Linked DNA regions of Pan troglodytes: region 1 is linked to region 2. A link is a contact called in public HiChIP or PLAC-seq data. All regions are on one chromosome and are shown on one strand. The core of a region is the stretch at or near the end of the contact, and the rest is flanking DNA. Distances in the headings are between cores, read along the strand shown.

Region 1 (7,044 bases), core at 4,495-6,994, 240 kb after region 2:
TGTTTTTAACCATATATCCTTTTCTTGCTATCTCTTGAATTCTGTACTAAGTTCATTTATTTCCTATTCAAGGAAATCAGTTTTAAAAGACATAGTTAATTGCCAAACTAAATGAAGCTGTGCCCTCTAGTTAAATACTCACTCAGCTACTTAAGTGTTTCAGTTACGTTTATACTCAGCCTGGAATCATTCTTGAAAGTTACGGACTGTGCCGTTTCTCCAACCACATACAGAAAAACAAATACACCTAAACTCCAATTTCTCTTGAGAATTAAATCTTATGTTTCACAGCAGGCCTTTCTGGGGCATCAGGGTGGAGACTTGTTTATGAGTGATACATGCGTTTGTCCCAACTTCAAAAGAACCACATTTTCAGTGGTGCCCCATCGGTCTTCCCCCATTCGAGAAAAGCCGAGAGTCTATTTCATGGTTGGTGACCCGTGGGGCCTGAAACCACAGAAGAGCACCAGCAAATGCAAATCAATCGCCTCTCCTGCCCTCCCACACTATTTCCGCTCGTTTTCCATTGAGGACTCTCTGACCAAGTGTCAAAAGCGGACAGACGCACTTTTCTGGGTCACTTTTCCTTGGCCAGCGAGGGAGCAAGCCTCCTTGTTTTCATGCTAGCCATCCCTCTGACCCTACTCTCCAAAATGAGCCTCAGCCAGGCTGCTGCTTTTCCACATCACTAATAAGATTCCTTTTATGGTCTTGTGAAAAGCGAGGGGCTCCAGACAGATCCTCCGGCAGGAGGGTGGAACCACCTGCAGGCCCCTTCCCCCTAAACTCCAAACACACGTTCAAGGGCAGTTTGAGTATTCACAGTCAGCTTGGGCCAGCCAGATTTAAACGCAGCCAGACTCTTTAGCTTAAAGTTCTCCCTAATAGGGGATTAACAAACAAGATAAATACTCTTGGTAAAAATGAAATCCCACAACAGAAGCAGCCCTTGGACCTGAAGAGAGCTTCACAGACAGCGTTGGTTTTACTTTTTCTTTTTATAAACCCCTTTTCATGGCAGTTTTTGATAACTGTCTTATCTCACCCACAGCAGAGGGCACTGTATAATGCCAGCTCCTGTAATCGTGGATTTTAAGAGCCACCCCAAGCTTCATACACAGACACAGCCAGATAGTCTCCCCTCTCGTCTCCTCCCAGAATCACAACCTAAGCCGGCGGACAGGAGGCAGCAGAGTGCACCCCATTAGAGCACGTGGTGGAAAGCAATGCTCTGGGGCACCGAGCTCCCCCTCTCACCACCCACCCTCCCAGCACAGGCTAGGCCAAGCCCCAGTCTTGGCAATGAGTCATGCCTCCTGGACAGCGGGAGCCAGGCAGAGGGCACACCCCCAACATTTCCCTTTCCTCCCCTTCTGCAATCGCACCCATCTTCCTTCCACCCATTTTGGGATGTTGCAAGGGCCTCGCTGCAGGATCTGCCAGCTGGGCCCGGGCCTCGAGCTCCTTTGGGGGCGGAATGGGGCGGGGGGATGAGGGCCTATCACTTGCACCCTCAGGCACTACCTCCAGAAGACCACCCCTTCCAAGCCTTGGCACCCGCCCTTCCCGGGGAAGTCTGCAAACACAGCTGTTCCAGAGCCCGGGAACCGCTGGAAGTGAGGCCACAAGAGCTACACCACTCGGGGGCGGGGGCAGGAAGGGGCCAGCAGCGGGCGGGGGTTCCCAGGTCTACAGCTCCTGTGAGGGCCCCAAGAACCTCCTCCTGCGGCGGCCGCCCCCGGCCCTTAAGCCGAGCCTGGAGAGCGCCCCCGCACACACTAAAATCTCCCGGGGAGCAGCGGGAAACGGACTCCCCCACACCCTCCAGGAAGGACACACCCGCCCTCCCGGCCGTTCACGGGAAAGGGGAGGTTGCCAATTTGGACGGCGTTCGCAGGCCAGAACTGCGCCGAGTCGCCTTCCACGGCGCACCAGGTTTAATTAGTTAAGCAAAGAGATCAGCTACAACGATCTCTTGGCTTGGGGCCGGGAGAGTTACTCTGGGAACTTCAAGTTGCAAGTTTACACCGGCCTTCCTAGGAGCCTGGTCCCATAAACCCTCTGGGATCCCCACTTTTGTGCACTAAGCAAATAGCAGCAGGAATGGGACCCACCTCGACTACCCCAGCCGAGATCTAACTATAGTGTCCCGGCTCCCTTACCCGCCACCCCTAGAGATTTCCCCAGTTAGCGCCGAGTTTCAAGCCAAAGCCCTTTAAATCCCTCTCGCAAGGGATAACAGGGCTCGGCCAGGCGCGGGTGTGAGTCTCCGCCCGGCCTCCTTCCCGAGTAGTCACTCACCGGCCAGGCGAAACTGAAAGGCAGCACGATGCGGTTGCGGTCGTTGCCGCGGCTGGCCTTGAGGTTGAAGGTGTTGCCCCCGATGACAGGCGTGGACCCTGAGCCGAAGCTGCAGGGCCCCCCGGCCGTGACGCGGGACTGATACTCCTTGAGGCACACTTTGAAGTATGTGTCACACTCGTCGCGGGTGCACTTGCGGTCTCCCGGGTTCCGGGCGCCGCCGCAGCAGTTCCCGTTCTGCAGCTCCCCGTTCACGTTCTGCATGGACAGGATCTCCAACTCGAACTGACCCGAGGCCCCACACACCTGCCGGCGAGGGAAGGAGGTAGGTCAGCGCGGGAGAAATCTGTTTTCTTCGAGTATAGAGGGGGCGACTCCCTCCCACTCCCCGCCCCGACGAGCCCTCCTCGCCGAGTGAAAATAATTTTGCGAAACTACGTTCAAGGACTCAACATGATTCCGGGGCAAAAATAAAAAAATTAAAAAAAATGCACGAGTGCGGAAGAAATCCGACGACTTCCCGGGGGGCAAGAGCGGAGCGAACGCGCCCCTGCCCGGCCTGGAGGGGTCACCCTCAGGAGGCAGGGGCTCCCGTGGGAGAGTTGGCGCGCTCAGCCCAGGTGCAGCCGCTCGGGCGCAGGGGCGAGGAGTCGGGCGCTCGAGGGCTGCCGAGCCTGCTCGCGGGGCTCAACCGCCCAGGGCGCCGCGAGGGGAGGGAGAGGACGGCTGGGAGGGAGGCCCGGAGAAGGGCTCCTACCTTGGCTCGCAGGGCACAGAGCAGGGCGAGCAGGAGGCTTAGGGGGCGCCCGGGCCGGCCGCGCGTCCGTGGGGAACGCATCGCTGCGCCGCGCGCCGCGGGCACTCGGGACGCCGCCGCTGCTGTTCGCGCTGGTGCTGCTGCCGGTGCTGCCGTCGCCGCTGCCCCTGCGGCCGCCGCGTCCCGGCTCTAATATACTCCGCCGATTGGAGCATGCACGACTGGAAAACAACACCACTTTTCAAAAGCCCTTTCAAGAGCGGCCCGTTCCAGAAGGCAAAGAGCCTGGCCTCCTTTTATTATTCTGATCGCTTCTTTGAGACGCTCCCCCTCCTCTTCCACCTCCCGGCTTTCTTTCCTTCTTTCGCGCTCCCCTTCTTTTATTATTAGATTATGCTCAGCCTTTTATTCCCTTTTAGATCAGCTGCATGGAAAAAGGGGGGAGGGAGGGGAGAAAAAAAAAACCCAGCCTAGCTCGCGGGCCGGCCGCAGGTAACACAATGACGCGTGCCCGCCCGGCTCTCGGAGAGGGACCCGGAGAGCCCGTCTGGCAGCGGCGGCCGGGGCTGGCCACCTCTACCCAGCACGCCGGGCAGGGCGCATGCGCGCTTATTAATATTCATGAGAGGGCGTGCTCACCCTGGGCACGCCCCTCCCCTTCACGTTGCTGTGGAGGGGGTAGTGCGAGGAGGAACTTGGAAGGGGTTGGGGGCTGCGGGATGCCCAGGGCGGCGTAGAAGTACCAGGGCCCCACACCAACCCCCGCCCTCGGGAGCTTCGGGCCAGGAGGGAAGGGAGAGTGCGGGGAGGTACTTGGAAGGGATCGTTGCTCAGGGACGCCTGGAGGCCCCCAGCGGGGACCGCCCCCTCGGGCGCCCCGGGCCGTGCGCCTTTGCCCGCGCGTCGGGGCCCCAGGTGTAGGCGCCGCGGCGCTGACTGAGCGGTCGGAGCGGGGCAGCTTCCGCCTTCCGAACCGCCTGCGTCAGCTGCGGCTTTCGCCCCGGGAGGAGGGCCTGCCTGCCCGCCGGGAGTTCGGCCCGCTTCCCGCGAGCGAGCCGCCCAGAGCGCTCTGCTGGCGGCAGAGGCGGCGGCGAGGCTGGCGCGCTTGCCGCCGTCTGCTCGCCCCGCGGAGGCGACCTGGGCAGACGCTGCTGGGAACTTTGAAAAACTTTCCTGGAGCCAGGCTTGCCGCAGATTCGAGGGGAAGCCTCGGCCGCGTCCCACCCCCTCCCAAATCCGAGTCTGCGGAGCCTGGGAGGGCTCCCAGCTTCCTTTCCAAACCGCGCCGGGGCAGAGGCGCGGGGAAACCGGGGGTAGAAGGCGGCGGGCACGCCGGGGCCCTGTTCAGGCTTTGGGAAGGGCCGGCGGAGATGCTGGTGGACTTGGACGCCCGCCCCGGCCGCAGTGCCGGGATTGCACCTGTAGGCGGCCTCCGAGCAGCTCTCTGGGTGGCAAGAGATGGGCCTGGGAGGGACCGTGTCCCCACCACCGCCAGCCGCGGAACTTGCCTTCTCTGGGGTGGCAGTGGAAACCGATACTGTTTTCCACCTTGAGGCAAGCCTCGCAATTAACAGCTACACTCCTGGTCATAATCAAGGTCGAAGAAAGCCCGTGGGCTGGCCGTAGCCTCTGCCAACCCCTCTCCCAACGGGCTTGCTGTTGCATTTGAGGGGACCTTTATATGGAAACATCGACTTCCTTTGAAGGGTGGACAAAGTTTTGGCCCTAATAGTAGGTATGTCCTGCAGAAAAGCGTGACTGTTCAGCGGCCGGTTTGGGGCTTGAGTTCTCCTGGGTGTGGGGCGTGATGGGCTGGCAATAGGTCAAGGGAAAATAGTTTCCAACATGCTGAGTTACGAGCATAAAAGGGTGGGTATTTGTGGTTATCTACTTATTGCATTTGATGGGAGGCTCAGTATGAACAATATTTTCAGTGCCAAATCTCATCATTCTGAGGAATAAACTAGGGCAGCTAACTGACCTCTTTACATAGGTTCAAAGCTACCAAGGATGGTTAGGAGTCTTGGCATTTTAACAGCCTAAGAAATGCTCCTAAGAAAAGTGCTTACTTAGTGGTAATGTGTCCCATCTTGAGCACTGGCGAGAGAATCCATGTTTTGGAAGGGAGGTTTCTAAGAACAGAGCAAGTTTACAGCTGGTCATGTTAGCAGCTGGGGTAGGCAGCGACAACCTGGGTGTTTCAATGTGCCCCAGCCTCCCTTTCCCCAATTATCCTAAATCAAGGCAACCAGTTGTCAACTGTAATCCCATCTACACTTTTCTCACTGAGGTTTCCATCAACACCAGTCTCCCCACTTATCTGTCCTGTTCTAATTTCTACTCCCAAGTATCCCTGAGTTTGGGTGCTAAATAACGGTTTAAAAGTAAAATGGGCCGGGAGCTGTGGGTCACGCCTGCAATCCCAGCACTTTGGGAGGCCGAGGCGGGTGGATCACGAGGTCAAGAGATTGAGACCATCCTGGTCAACATGGTGAAACCCGGTCTCTACTACAAATACAAAAATTAGCTGGGCGTGGTGGCGCATACCTGTAGTCCCAGCTACTCGGGAGGCTGAGAGAGGAGAATCGCTTCAACCTGGGAGGCGGAGGTTGCAGTGAGCTGAGATCATGCCACTGCACTCCAGCCTGGCGACAGAGCGAGACTCCATCTCAAAAAAAAAAAAAAAAAAAAAAGGCAAAATGGTGCTGAAAAAGGCTGGTGTGATCTTAAAGAGCACATTCCTTGGAGTTCCCTGTGTCGGACCCTGTTTTAATTCTGTGCCTTGTGCCCCCCACAGCTCTCAGGAAAGAGGCTGCGGAGCCAGACCTTTAGTTAAAGTGTTTAGATCTCCACCTGGCTTCACCTAGAAGGGCTACCTGAGATTGCAGGTGCCACCAGTTGCAATCTGGGCCACATGCAAGCCGGTGTCACCTCCAGTCCACCAGTGAATTTAGCCCATTTGACTGATAGGAAAGAAAATATAAATTCTGAGAGGTGAAAACTACCAGATTACACCTAACAAGAACGTCAAATCACTGATAAACACAAAATTTTCATGTCACATAGCACAGAGTCCCACACCCTTCCTGAGCCTGGGAACCCACTTTTAGAGAAGGCAGTTGTGGGCTAGAGGGAATTCTTTTGAAAATTTTCAGTTGGGGCTCTTCCAAATAATTGGGACTCCCCCAAAAAGCCAGTCACGTTTACCACAACAGACACTAAGTGGAAGCTCTATCCTCCGCTTCCTTGAAGCCAGTTGTCAGCCCCCCTCCTTAGAGAATGAGGAACTGCTGCCGAGAGAACTGAAATACAGAGATTCCCCCTTGGCAGGCCTTGTCCTGCTTTGGGGTATAGCCTCCAAGTGTAAATGAATATTCCAGAAAAACCTTCCTGTGGAAAATGCCATCTTTAGCTGTCATACCTACACCTGAGAGAAGGGGAGAGGCTTGTAGTCAGTTACTATCTGACCTGTCTCGTGTGCTCAAAACATCATCCTTGGATATCTTTTCCTTTAATTCTAAAAAGATGATGGATGCCTCATTTTTTCTTTTCCCAGAAAACTTGCCCCACTTTTATCTAGTCAACAACATATAGCAGTTCTGAACCTGCAAAAGCTTTATAAGAGACATTCAAGCTATATTAGCTGTATTTAAGTACATCTGATCAACTGTAATCCTTGGTTAATCAACACTGTGGTTAAAATAAGCTAATCAATATTTATTGAGAACTGCTATTATAAGCAGTAACATCGATGATCTAAAAAATATTATGTTAAGTGAAATAAGCCAGACACAAAAGACTACATCCTGTATGAATTTATTTATACGGAGTTCCAGAACAGGAAAAACTGGTGAAAAAAGATCACAAGAGTGATTTTGAGGGTGGGTGGGTGGGAGCAGAGCTTCATTGGGATGGGCTTGAGGCTCTTCTGGTGGCATTGTGGGGTAATGTTTCATATTTTTGATAGGTGTTTGGGCTACACATGT
Region 2 (7,590 bases), core at 1,369-3,868:
ATTTTTTCCTCTATCCTCCTCTGAATTAGTCTCAATCCATTTTTACTTACTCCATCTTTAGTTACGGCAGGGAGTCAAGATCTAGAAAAACTAGTCACTGCCACCCACGATAACAGAAGGTAGCAGCCACTTGTCTTCTCTGCTATATTCCTAGTGCGTAGCAGAAAAGTAGAGAATCTTGTCCCCTTTGGTCCACAGAGGATGGCTTATTCTTCTGCTTCAGCTCTTAGTTCAGATGTCACCTACTCAGAGAGCCTTTCTCTCAGCACTCAACCTAAAGTGTTTTCCCTCTCCCTCCCCATTATTCTCTAGCACATGTGTTTCCTTCAAAGCCCTACCTTTGTGATGAATGCTGTGATGTGCCACCCTGACCCCCCTAAGGAATGAAAGGCTTATTTCCCCAGCTCCTGGAAGTGCTGAGACAGACCTCGGCTGCCAGCCTCCGTCCATGATTGACTTGGCTGAAGAGAATTGAAGTTAGGCCCTTTCCAGGGAAACAGACATCCAACGACAGATCAATCAAGGAGTATAAAAGCTTGGCCCTTCTCTTCAACTTTGAAGGGCCAACCCAGCACTAGAGTTCCTGTGGGACTGGTGGAGAACATCCTTGAGACTTCACTGCAGCTTAACTTTTTCTATTGCCCAATCCTGCTTCCTTTCTTCCTTGGTAATCATCCAAAAAGTCTTCTCTAGTAAATGTCCTGCCTCTAAATCTCCTCAGAGTCTGATTCTCAGGAAACCCAACCTAGGACAATCTAGAAACATCTTGCTCAATATCAATGTGCAATCACCCCTCAGTATTTGGGGGATTGCATCCAGGACCCATGATAGATACCCAAATCCAGATGCTCAGGTCCCTGATTTAAAAATTGTGTAGTAGGCCAGACGCCGTGGGTCATGCCTGTAATCCCAGCACTTTGGGAGGCCGAGGCGGGTGGATCACCTGAGGTCAGGAGTTCAAGACCAGCCTGGCCAACATGGCGAAACACCATCTCTACTAAAAAATACAAAAATTAGCCAGGTGCAGTGGCGGGTGCCTGTAATCCCACACTACTCCGGAGGCTAAGGCAGGGAGAATTGCTTGAACCCGGGAGGCGGAGGTTGCACAGTGAGCAGAGATCCAGCTTCAGCCTGCGCGACAGAGCGAGACTCTTTGTCAAAAAAAAAAAAAAAAAAAAAAAAAAAAAATCAAATCGTGTAGTTTTGTACACAACTTGCCACCTCCTTCCATGTACCTTAAATAATCTCTAGGCTACTTATAATACCTAATACAACGTTAAATGCTATGTAAGTAGTTGTTACACTGCAGTGTTTAGGGAATGACAAGAAAAAAGGTCTGCACGTGTTCAGTACAGATGTAACCATCTTTTTTCCCCCAGAATGTTTTTATTTATTTATTTTCTTAAATAGAGTCTCTGTCGCCCAACCTGGAGTGCAGTGGCGTGATCTCCGCTCACCGCAACCTCCGCCTCCAGGGCTCAAGCGATTCTCCTGCCTCAACCTCCCAAGTAGCTGGGATTACAGGCGTGCGCCACTGCGCGCGGCTCATTTTTTTGTACTTTTAGTAGAGACCGGGTTTCGCCACGTTGGCCTGGCTGGCCCCAAACTCCTGACTCAAGTGATCCGCCCGCCTCGGGAGCCTAAGGTGCTGGGATTACAGGGGTGAGCCACCAAACCCCGCCGCCCCAAAATATTTTCTATCCGCAGTTGGTTGAATTCACACATGCGCAACTCATGGATAGGGAGCGTATTGTTTCTCCCCCACCACTAGAACATGGAGTCAGGACCGTGCAAGTCCGTCTTGGTCACTGCCGTATCTACTAACTCGGCAGTGCTGTAGACACGTGCATATCTGTTTATGGATAAACTGAAGATGTTAATGAATGAATGAAACCGTCATATTGAGTCTCTGAAACGGCAACAGGATTTGGGTATGGTCTTATCGGGGAGGAAGACGAGCATGACCTTAGAGGGTCATCCCTACAAGGTCCACAGCCCTGCAAGCCCCGCGGCTGCTTTCACGTATCTGGCAGGGCCACGCTGCACAACGTCTCTAACGCCGTCGGAGGGCGGCCCCCACCTCCCGACAGCCTGGGGTACACCGTGCACCCTCCAGACAGTCAGGGGCACACGGGGCCCCTCCCAGCGAGGGAGGGGACGGGGAGTCACAGGTTCGGCGTAGAAGGCGGCAGCGCAGGTGGGAGCGTGGTGAGGCGCCACTCCTCCAGCTCTCCCCACCGGCGGGAAGACCTCGCCGCCCGCATCCGTGCCGACCGCAACATTTACCATCGGCAGCTATTTCAGAGGTCGGTCTTTGGCCTCCTACAGAGAGCCAGCCTCCTCCTTATCCCCGCCCTCAAATATCCTTCAGTGAGGACACCGGTGACCTTTGGGGGTGGAGAGGGAGGCGCCTACAAGCCCCTTCCCCTCTCTTCGGCCGGACACAAAGCGGGCTTTTCCACCTAAAGTCCCAGCGCTCTCACCTGCCCACCAGCCGTCGCGCCGCCCCAGGCCGCCACCGCCAGAGGCCCCAGAAACAGATCTCAAGCAGTCGCTGCTGCCGCGGATCCCGGCAACCTTCGCGTCGCGCGAGGGCACGGAGCACGCGCAGCTCTGCGGTCGGCGCCGGGCCGCCCCCACTCCGCTTCTCCGGGTTTTCCGTGAAGCTCCAGCCAACTGCGGCCGTCACCGGAAAAAACGGGGAGCGAAGTTTATTCAGCGTATATTCCAGCAAATTGTTGAAACTGAAATTTTAAAAGAACGCATAAAATTTAAATAACATATCAAAATGGCACAGCTTCTGCCTTTTGGTGAGCGTTTAACAATGATTTATTGAATGAAAGAAAGAAATAGTCCACGGCGCTCTGCTCTCTGTCCTGACATGACCAATCACAAAGCGCTTGGATTTGTCGCTCAGCGCCAGTATCCCGCCTCTCTGTGCGGTTGTCTGGAAAATCAGGATTTTTACCCTCCAGTAACTCCCCGGATCGGGTTTGGAAAACGGACATGCGCCGTGAGAGCTAGTTGCCTTCTACTAAAGCATCCGCCCTCAGTCCTTCCTGAGGGCTTACAGGGAAGCGCGGACTTTTACAGCTCATACTCTTCACAGATTAGATAATTCACCCGGTATTTCCCCATCCTGCTTCTGGGTTCCAGCACAAACCTTTTATTCTCTTTTAACATTAAAAAATATATAGGAAGTTATGTTCAAACATGGCTATTTTCATTAAAATTTATCCGGCACTGTGAAAGCTACCTTTCCTTTCCCACAATCTTTCGCACCGAATATATGTTCCATTCTTGAACTAGTCATTTTCCAATGTTAAGAAATCATACCACAGAAAAGCGTGTTTTTTTTCTCTCGGTCAGTTCAACTGCCTAGCACCGTGAGTTACCATGATTCGTTACTTGCTAATCAGAGTCATTGGGTTCCCAGCCTTTAAGTAGCCTGCGTCCGGCGCCATTTTTGTTTTGGGCCCACTTTGAAAGCCGCGATATTCTGAACAGAGGCCATTTTTCTTTGGGGCAGATTCCACGGGCCATCGAAGTGTTTCGCTGCCATCTTAAATCCTGGCTGTGGCCTCAATCCAGCAGCGAAGCTGCCCAGATTATTTTGTGTTTGGGCGGCGGCTGAGTTCCCAAACGCGCGCGGAGACCCTGGGAAGGAGGAAGTAAGCGCGAAAGTGCTTCCCTTAAGCTTCTGAAGGTTGGCTGCAGTTCCGGCTACCTGTGTAGTCCGGGTGTCCACAGCCAGGCACTACTCCGCCAGTGACCCTGGACAGTAACAAAACATATAAAAGCCCGAGCCCAAACCCCGCCACCATCATAGGTAAGCACATGGACCTCTGACAACCTCAGATGTTCTTTCAAGTGAACTGAACTGTTTGCCCATCTCCTCCCTCCTGGTTTTTTGCTTTGATTTTTTGAGACTTTTCCGAATCCTTCTCCCTGTACTTCCACCTTTCTTCATTGTTTTCAAAAAGCCAAAAAGTTGCTAAACATCAGGATGCCATGAGCATGGGCATTACGGTGGAGATATTATTCAGGAAAGTTAACTGTCTTGGACAAAGGGAATGCAGTAGATGGGCCAGGTATTTGTATCAAATCATGGCTACCTGCATCCAGCAGTACAAATACCTCTCCCTTCCCAGACATTTTTGGAGATGTGAGGTAAATACAGATTGCGTTTGTATATACTTCCCATTCATTCATTTATTCAGTGCATTTCTTGAGTACCTAATTTGTGCTAGGCCATAAGGATTCAGGAGTTAGCTAAAAAAAAATCCATTAACTCATGGAGCCTACATTTTATCACCTTGACATCTACTAGGTTGAGACAAATAACAGTATTTTGTGGTTCTTAGCACTGCTAGACTGTATAAACAAGTATTTGCTTTCTCCTTCCCCTGAACTATTTTTTTTTACTTTTAGTTTTTAATTTTTTTGGCCGGGTGTAGGAATTAATGGTATTGACACTTACTTCTTGGATCCTAGACATAACGATATTTGTAAGCCAGTTGGCTAGCGTTAAAACTAATATTCCAGTTACTTAGGGCCTTGTTGCTCCAAGTTCGTTTCACCTACCAGCAGCATCAGCATCCCCTGGGAGCTTGTTAGAATTACACTTCATGCCTCTCGCCCCAGAGCTGCTGAATCAGAATCTTCCTCAAGAAGTGTACTTTAAAGTTCAAGGAACATTGATTCAGGGCATGGGCTAAAGATACAGCCCTTTCTTGCTTTTTTTTTTTTTTTAGATGGAGTCTCGCTCTGTTGCCCAGGTTGGAGTGCAGTGGCGCGATCTCGGCTCACTGCCATCTCCGCCCCCTGGGTTCAAGCAATTCTCCTGCCTCAGCGTTCCCAGTAGCTGGGATTACAGGCGCGCGCCACCACCCCCGGCTAATTTTTGTATTTTTAGTAGAGACAGGTTTCGCCATGTTGGCCGGGTTGTTCTCGAACTCCTGACCTCAGGTGATCCACCCGCCTTGGCCTCCAAAGTCCTGGGATTACAGGCCTGAGACACCACTCCCGGCCTGGCCCATTCTTTGTTCAACCCGTGCTTCTTAACTAGATTCACAGTGTATTATCAATTTATTGCATGTTCTAAATGCAGTGGATATTTGACAGGTTTTTTCTGTGCTTTTAGTTCATTGACTTGATGTTAGGGCGTCAATTTAGCTTTCCAAAAAGTTGAAAAGAGATTTTGTCATCCCAATATACTTTTATGTAATTTCTGTTATAACATCTGAAATGTAGGGTTTTCTCTGTAAGTCTTAGCATCCAATTTACCACTGGTTTGCTTTTTTTTTAAAAAAAAGTTGTTTACTGTGCTTCTTGCTTTCTCATATCTTGTATGCATATTTATACTTTTAATTTGTTAAAAGTTGAACTCAAAAGTTTGCATGTGGACAGCAGTTCAATACTGACTTGGAAAACCTTGGGCCTTGGTTTACCAAAGCTTTCTGTGGCACCTTGCTTTCTTCTGTCTTCCCATTTTATTTTATTTCTTTTATTTTTATTTTTTGAGACAGGGTATAACCGTGTTGCCCAGGCTGAAGTGCAGTGGTGGGATCATAGCTCAATGTAACCTCCAACTCTTGGGCTCAAGCGATCCTTCTGCCTTGGTCTGTCAAAGTGCAGGAAAGCAGGCATGAGCGACTGCACCCAGCTGCCTTCTGTCTTTCTTTAATGAGAAGACTAAATCAAGAGTTCTCAGCCTTGGCTGCACGTAACAATCACCTGGGAGCTTTAAAAACAGACTCCAGACCTGTATCTGCAGAGATTGAGACCCTCTGGATGAAATTAAAGAGCCAGTAAGGAGTATGAGAAAACAGAACAACTTTTACGTTTTATGTTGCTATGTTAGATTTTCTCTCCCTTATGGTGTTACTTAAAATAATCGGGATTTTGAAAACCATGAAAAGATCTGGATTAAGAATGTAAGGAACCAGCTTCCCAGTAACTGGTCAACTTGCCAATTATTTGGTCTGTGTCCTAAGAAAGTTGTCCAGCCTTTCTGCTTCTCCTCCCTCCATCTATTAATTGGGAAAAGAAAATAAGGCCACTGTTGTTTTTTATTTAGTTTCATGTGGTGTTGCCAATTGTAGTGAATGTTTATATTCTGTGAGTGTGAGAAAGAAAAGTATTTTACAAGTACAATATTCATTGCTTCTAGTGTTAACATACCTCATATTGTGTGTGGCAGTAGAGCATGATGGGTTAGGAAATTAACTCTAGAGCTAGACTCCCTGGGTTCAAATTCTAGCTCCTCTACTAATCAGCTTTGTGACCTTGATCAGATAACTTATCCCTTCACTACCTCAGTTTCCTCATCTGTAAAATAGGGTTGATGTGAGCGTTAAATTCATACAAGAAAAATGCTTGTAATAGTGCCTGGCACATAGTCACAGCCATGTAAATATTAATTAACTATTGTTAAATTTTATGATAATTAAATTTCTGGGCTTTAAGGTTTTGTTTATGCATGCAAATCACCAGGGGAAAGGTATTACAGTTCTGTGACTTTTCAGGATATGAACTTGTTTAGAAAAGAGGGTGATATAAACACAATATACCAGGCCTGGAAGAGGCCTTTTTTTTTTTTTCTTTAAGTATTTTTTAAACAGCTTTATTGAGGTATAACTGTTATACAGTTAATGCACATATTAAAGTGTACAATTTGGTATGTTTATGCCAGTGAAACCATCACCTCATCAAGATAATGAAGGTATCCATCACCCCTAAAATTTTCCTCTTGCCGCATTGTCATCCCTCCAGCCACTCCTCTTCCAGGAAACCTCTGATCTATCACTGTAGATAAGTTTGCATTGCATTTCCTAGGTGTGTGTGGTTTTTTTTTTTTTTTTTTGAGATGAAGTCTCCCTCTGTCACCTGGACTAGAGAGCAATGGTGTGATCTTGGCTCACTGCAACCTCCGCCTCCTGAGTTCAAGCAATTCTCCTGCCTCAGCCTCCCAAGTAGCTGGGATTACAGGCTCCCTTCACCATGCCCAGCTAATTTTTCTTTGTATTTTTAGTAGAGATGGAGTTTCACCATGTTGGTCAGGCTACCTGATCAAATGATCTGCCTACCTTGGCCTCCCAAAGTGCTGGGATTACAGGAGTGAGCCACCATGCCCGGCCACATTTCCTAGGTTTTTATCTAACTGCAATCTTGGAGTATGTGCTTTTTGGGGGGTACGGGTTAGTCTGGCTTCTTTCATCATCATCATCATCATTTTTTTTTAATTTTTATTTTGTTTTAGAGAGGATCTTGCTGTGTTATACAGGCTGCTCTTGAATTCCTGGTCTCAAGCGATCCTCCTGCCTCAGCCTCCCAAAGCACTGGTATTATAGGCATGAGCCACACACGTCTGGCCATCATAATTATTTTGAGAACCGTCTTTGTTGTTGGGAGTGTTGATAGTTTATTCCTTTTTAATTACTCAGCGGTATTCCACTGTGTAGATATATAATAATTTGTTTACACATTCACCAATTGATGGACATTTGGTTTGTTCTTATTTTTACAATACTCATTCTCACATTGCTTTGTTCTTCTCTAGCTTATTTTAATTAAAAACGTTTTTTTCTT

The links. HiChIP or PLAC-seq counts read pairs in DNA pulled down with a chosen protein or histone mark.
Region 1: an H3K4me3 HiChIP or PLAC-seq map of stem cell-derived excitatory neurons shows a contact between it and region 2, with 3 times the contacts expected there. The contact joins the promoter of JAG1 here to the promoter of MKKS in region 2. A contact is called at or near these places in 1 of 7 Hi-C or Micro-C datasets (stem cell-derived neural progenitor cells) and 1 of 1 datasets of contacts at active chromatin or transcription factors (stem cell-derived excitatory neurons).

What each region holds. Positions count from the first base shown.
Region 1 is chr21:17,180,662-17,187,705 of NHGRI_mPanTro3-v2.0_pri, forward strand. JAG1 (jagged canonical Notch ligand 1) reads right to left here and starts at 5,745. Exons shown (of 26, transcript XM_001169666.7): 1 at 3,059-5,745; 2 at 2,302-2,607. The coding sequence starts at 3,139.
Region 2 is chr21:16,943,242-16,950,831 of NHGRI_mPanTro3-v2.0_pri, forward strand. It overlaps MKKS (MKKS centrosomal shuttling protein), which reads right to left and starts at 2,619. Exons shown (of 6, transcript XM_024352036.3): 1 at 2,484-2,619. SLX4IP (SLX4 interacting protein) reads left to right here and starts at 2,661. Exons shown (of 9, transcript XM_063802675.1): 1 at 2,661-2,810; 2 at 3,530-3,829.